2 separate regions of the Bombyx mori genome follow, and region 1 is linked to region 2. Evidence: chromatin contacts called from public Hi-C data. All regions are on one chromosome and are shown on one strand. Each heading gives the region's core, a stretch centred on a gene start, on an enhancer-like site or on the middle of the called end of the contact. The rest is flanking DNA. Distances are from core to core; before and after follow the strand shown.

Region 1 (3,309 bases), core at 683-3,182, 39 kb after region 2:
TCAATAATTACGCAAACTGTTACAGTCGTTAAAACTTTTACGAGTATCATGTTGACGCTTTGAGATTTTCTACGATTACAGTTTTATCTCGTGTTTGTTTCTCAATTATAACTTTACGCTCGATTCTTCTTTGTCAGTGGACAGCCTACAGAAATCACATCTTCTAAATACTTCAATTTTACTCGATGCCTCATAAAAAATATAAATGAAAGACAATACAATTAATCTGTTTAACGAATCCGAGAAAGATCAATTAATAAAAAAACGAAATCACAACGAAACAATTCAAATAATCGAAATCGTGGAATCGATTAAAACGGTTAATAAATCGGATAACGTTGTCACATACAACGCATGCTTCTTAATTTGTTTCTAACGAGATAATTACGAAATATTTTACACGTCACAGTAAATCTGAGTGGAAATCGAATAGAATTGTCACGGTCTGTTTGTATTTTATTTACGAACTAGTGATCCCGCAGTAGTCGAAATTCGACTATAATTAATTGGAATTGTAAGTTTGTACATTATTATGATTGTATTTGATACTTCTATAATCACAAATTTCGCCAAGATACACTATAAAAAATATTAACAAAATCAAACAATATTTAACCTATTCTCAATTTGACAGCAGACGTCAAGAACAAAAGTTTGACAATAAATAGTATGCATGCGTGTGTGCGTCAAATACATGATGTGTAGTGTGTGTAATGTTTTCTTTATTGATTTAATGTATCTTTTATGCATTATTTTAAAAAAATATTAGCATTGTGCACTTCTTCTCTATATTCTCTATAAGTCCGCGCAATTTTCGTAAAAAAGGATACAAAATTTTTGCTTCACGTATTAATATTAATATGTTTGAAATATCAATACGACTGGTGCGTATTATCAGATTATGAATATGAACATTATCCGTTTGAACATAATATTTTTGTCACATTAACTGTCTGTTGTTACAGTTTTCTTTACATATTTGAAGGCAAATTCCTATTGGAAGTACGTAAAACCGTAATTTTAACCATCTCTCGTGTAAGTTTTTAGCGTTTTTAGCGGAGAAGGATACACAAGTCTTTAGAATCTCAAACTCCGGTTTTTTTCGCTTGATCCATTGTCAATGCTATCCTAAACGGTAAGCCATGTTTAGGTAGGTTTATAATCGTATTAAGAATTAGCTTGTTTGGATAATGCGTCCTTCAAGCATCGCCGGATTTGTGAAGGGCTTGCGAAAGATATTCTTAGATTAATAATATCGCACGTGTAGAATCGAAATGACTTAACTAAATTGTTTTTTGAAAATGAGTCTTATAGATACTTGGAACGATTTGCAAACATGTCTTCTATCAGTCTATAAAATTAAACAATCTCTTTTAGTCCGCAAAAAGACATACGTATTATTTCAGTCTCTTTTAAATCAAGTGCATCAGTATTAATATAAAACAAAAATTACAATCCCTCAGTTACGTTTTTGGAGTTTACAAAGAAACAAGAATTTTGCATTAGCCACTTCAATTTTAAAGGTGCGATATACCATCATCTTTATTTTATTTCTATCGTAATCGTAGCTTGTTTTGATTAGTCAAGTTACACTTGGTGGGTACTTATTATTGTAACTGCTGTTGTTAGCAGTTAAAGAATGCTAAACAATTAATTTCGAATAATATTTCGAAGATTTTTTTTGAATATTCAACATTTAAGTAATAATTAGCGACATCTGTCGTAGCTAGGTGAACTGTAAAACCTAATGAAAGTGAATGCATAATAGGTGGCGTTGTACAATCTTTAAAAAGTCGTAGATTTGTCAACTCAGTATCTACAGACTCCTACATATTTTATATCGTTTGCTAATCCAATGCATGAAATAAAAAAAAAATGAAACGAAGGATTCCTATTTTTAAATTCGATAAGTTGACAATAGATGGCGCTACTGCAATCAAAAGCCTATTCATTTTTCATTTCTATTATGTACGTGTAAGTTCTATCTCAGAGCACTCTAGTCGGGTGAATTTTTATTCGTAATTTTAATTTTAATTTTATATGTATATAGATAAGATAAGTAATTTAAACTTCTTACACGCTAAAAGTTATTAACTAATATAAGTTATTTCTACCTAGGAGTTCAGTATAGTGAAAGTAAAGTCACTCTAATAGCTGAGAAACAAACGTGGATCTTACCTTATCAACTTTATCAGTCGGGGGTGAGGCTGGTGGGCTCTGGGGTAGGCCGAGGTCCTCTTCATCATCACTGCCATCACCGCGTCCTCGTCGCCTTACTGCCGCCACTAGCTCCGCCTGCCGAAAAACATTCGCTTAGAATCGAGATAATTAATCATACTTTATCAGAAACACATTTATTACTCTAAAAATTATATCTGTATGTAACTTATATTGCATAGAACCGCGAATCAGCTCTCGATCCATGGCATTTAGTGATTATCGGAACCTATCGACACAGTCTGAATTTTAACACAGTTAAAGCAGTGTGTTTCACACACGTGTTTCAGCACAGCTTCCATAGCGGTAAACGTTGCAACTCCATACAAATTTGAGTCAACTTTTACGCTATCGAGAACCGGTGCATCGCTCAACACGAATGCACCGGACGTCTTATCCGTTAGGCCACGACGACTTGCGGTAGACCTCATAGTAATATAAGTTTAATTAGGTGTACCGGAGGGACGCCGCCCCGTAGGGAGACCCCAGTACCGCTGGTCTGACGCTGTGCAAGCAATTTTACGCGCGCTCCAAGTGTCGGACTGGCCGCCAGCGCAGTAGTAGTAGTAGACCTTATTGGGCGTTATACCATACCACAAAAATATAGCATCTGATATTACAATTCGATTGAGACTTCTCACTAATGTCTCAAGGTGGATAGACAATTAAAAAGTGAAATAATCTGGCCGTAATAAAGAAGGGTACATGTAATTAATCTAACCTAAAAGCAACCAATTCAAGTCAAAACATTACGGTCCACTATCATTATTTCAAAACATTTTAAGTGTACCAATTGCACACTACTCATCGCAGCGGACGCGACGACTGATAACACGCGCCGTTTCCTCTCGCATTAAAATCGAAGTTCATTTAAGAAGAAAAACTACCGCCGGTAGTTAGTATGGCAGTGTTGCTTATTATTTTATTCAGTCTAGTCGCATCGCTTGATACACACGTCATTTCGGATCCTCCCGATCCACTAACGGTGCTTTTAGGTACCTCAAGCACCGGTAATCGTTCTCGTCGAACCCGTCGCTTGCGAAGAAGGGCTCGACGAGTAAATTAACCCTCAGACACAGCCCACTGAGTTTC
Region 2 (2,921 bases), core at 290-2,789:
GGAATACAAAGTCAATAATTCGTTTTTCTGATTTACCAATCATTGTCCAAAAGTCAGATTGCCGCCTTTGATAATAGTCGACTCAATTGGACTCAATTAATGATAACAAAATCCAATTTATGCAGTCTCACAGAACGCCATTAATATAGTAATATTCTGAGTTGTTGTATGGAAATAATATGTAATTAAATTAATATACAAGCCATGAATTCATTCAATGTAGTCCCTGCTTTTTTTTGCAAAGTGAACTTCTTCCGCGGAAGCTCAGTGAGGGAATATGACGTGGTGATGGATATTTCATACCAGTGGACCTGGCGAATTTTGTTCCGCCACACGGTTTGTTTCAAACACATCAACCGATCAACTTCAAAATTCTACTATAATTAACCATAGAATATATTACGTGTAGCTGTCAGTTGCGTTTTGTTATTCCATATCAGTTGCGTTTTGTTATACCATGTTTTATGTCACGTCCCATGGGAACATGATAAAAAGTATCCTATGTCCTTCTCCTGGTTCTAAGCTACCTCCTCACCCATTTTCAGCCAAATCAGTTCAGCCGTTCTTGAGTTATAAATAGTGTAACTAACACGATTTTCTTTTTTAGAATATATAGATTATATAACACGATGGTGCGAATGTTATTGTTAAGAACTCGAATTAATTTCTTGTAGTTATTGTTGGCATAATTCAAGCTTCTGCTATTCGTTGACAGATGTCGCTACGACACTAGTACCAAAACAAACAATCTTTGCGGAATTCTCTAATTAAATATATACTCACTTTTTCACTCATATTTTTATCCTCAAGGGTAACTAGAGAACTGAAGTTTTCTATTATTTTGTATGACTTATAAATGAAAATCTTCTTTAATCAAATTTGTGATTTGAAAATTGTAAAAATTGTAATTGTAACAAAACGGTTCAAATCGCTTTGCGCCACTAAAGTAGGTAGCCTTCTGAAGCAAATATCAATCGATTAATTCTCGAAAATGTTGACCTATATTGATTCGAAAACAACATTCCATTAATTTGAATGATAAAATATAGATATCGATTAGGTTTACTATTCAAACAGTACATTGTACAGTTTCATATTTCATTTCTGAAGAAAACTCAATTACGATACTAATTAGTTTAGGAGTAGTGTCTTGCGAATACTAAGCTTGTTCTTAATTAAAAATCTATAAATTTGGTTCACGAGAAACAACTATAATCGACCAAATTAAGCTGATATGTATATGAGCTGATGATATTTAGTTTGAATTACTTTATTAAACAAGCTAATTATCACTCACCGTATAACTATAGAAATTCTTCAAGATCAGAGGACGTACGAATAAAAAAATATTACGTAATTACGAACGCACGCGCGGAGATCCTTCGTTTTTTTTTTTGTAAAATTTACAATCAACAAACACTTCACTGTGGGAAAACGTGTTTCTAAGTTTATCAATCGTCCAATATATGTTTTGAGTTCAATTTTCGTAGAGATATTTCGTAAGGAATGTCAGTAAAATGGAGTCTTCGCTTGGAGGGGTTAGTTAGAGGGGTTGCAGAGGGCGCATGCGTTAAGAACCCTCACCCACCCCTTGACGTTCCGATGCGTTCAGATTATCTGCCCTCTGTTTATGGTATAGATTTTTAGATGCCAAACAAAGATATTGTAATTGTTTATAAAATTATCAATTTTGGTGAAAACAGGAACCCATGAAAGTTGATGAATCGCCATCTGGTATTTATTATGAAGAATATTAACTGTTGTTGTGAAGAAAAAACCTGTAGCTAAATAATAAGTTCATAAAAATAATATTTTTTAAATAAAATACGAGAGGAATATTCACATTCTGTAAGAATTTCAAAGCGTCTGTGGCACAATAAGTTTGGTTTACTGGTCATGCAAATATACGTGCCGTGATTGCGCTCTGGGGAGTAGAATATAACTGGTCATCCAATCCCCTTTCTGCAGGATAGCCGTCGGGGCACCGTGGTATGCGAGAAATGTAGATCTTCACGACGACCTAAATCTAGTACCGACATTTAGGTATCTTAAGGAAGTGTCAGAACGTTACTTCGATATAGCGGAGCGACACGAAAACCCTCTTATCGTGACCGCCGTTAATTACTTATCCGACCTCGACGGCCAACGCAAAGCCACCGCCGTAGCCCGAAAAATGTCTTGTCGTATCTCCCAGATTCACTCTCGGTGCTTTTAGGATCCTCAAGCGCCGGTGACCGTCCGACGTTCGCCGAGCGAACTAACCCACACAGCCCACTAACTTTCTCGCCGGATCTTCTCAGTGGGTCGCGATTCCGATCCGGTGGTAGATTCTGCGAAGCACTGCTCTTGCTAGGGCCAGTGCTAGCAAATTCTCTCTGGTTGAGCCCGTGAGCTCACCTACCCGTCCTGGCGTAGATGGAATAGCCTCTTAGGCTACTAACGAAAAGGTAGGGGAAACAAAAATAAAAAATTCCAATATTATGCTCTTAGTGTCAGTGGTTGAAAAATTCAATTCTTATGGAATTGAGAAATGTTTTTTATAAATATTTATTTTATAAATTTATTTACTTGCAAATCAAATCACACGATCTTTTTAAAATGATAATAGTAATTTAATTTTAAATTATAATTTATATAAACGCCATCTGCCTTCATTTTAGAATACTATTTGTCAAAAGATTGCCTCCGTTTTTTGCATTACAATCGTGGCTCTTAATATTAATTGTATTATTTAAGATTGTCGCTAGGGGAGTTAATTACACTTTGCTTATAAATGCTGCTTATTTTTCGAATGATGTCTTCGATAGCATTTTAACAAGCATTGAATGAAACACAGAGTCGCTCCCAAAGATCGTTGGTTCCAGTTTCAAGTGTATTCAAATATTATGTGTTTTTATCTATTGCAATCTGTCGTTTGCATG

Evidence for each region. A called contact is a pair of places that touch in the nucleus more often than the background predicts.
Region 1: a Hi-C map of midgut shows a contact between it and region 2, with 3 times the contacts expected there. The contact joins the enhancer-like site here to the promoter of LOC101743348 in region 2. A contact is called at or near these places in 3 of 7 Hi-C or Micro-C datasets (midgut and whole pupa).

Annotation. Positions count from the first base shown.
Region 1 is chr14:12,021,174-12,024,482 of ASM3026992v2, forward strand. It overlaps LOC101738072, which reads right to left. Exons shown (of 12, transcript XM_038015381.2): 7 at 2,179-2,295. Among protein-coding and RNA genes, the nearest start is that of LOC134200127, 21 kb to the left of the region's middle. Within about 2 kb of position 1,933, at least 4 of the 8 cell types and tissues checked have open chromatin away from gene starts, as enhancers often do.
Region 2 is chr14:11,982,486-11,985,406 of ASM3026992v2, forward strand. LOC101743348 (protein Fe65 homolog) reads right to left here and starts at 1,540. Exons shown (of 13, transcript XM_012688399.4): 1 at 1,298-1,540.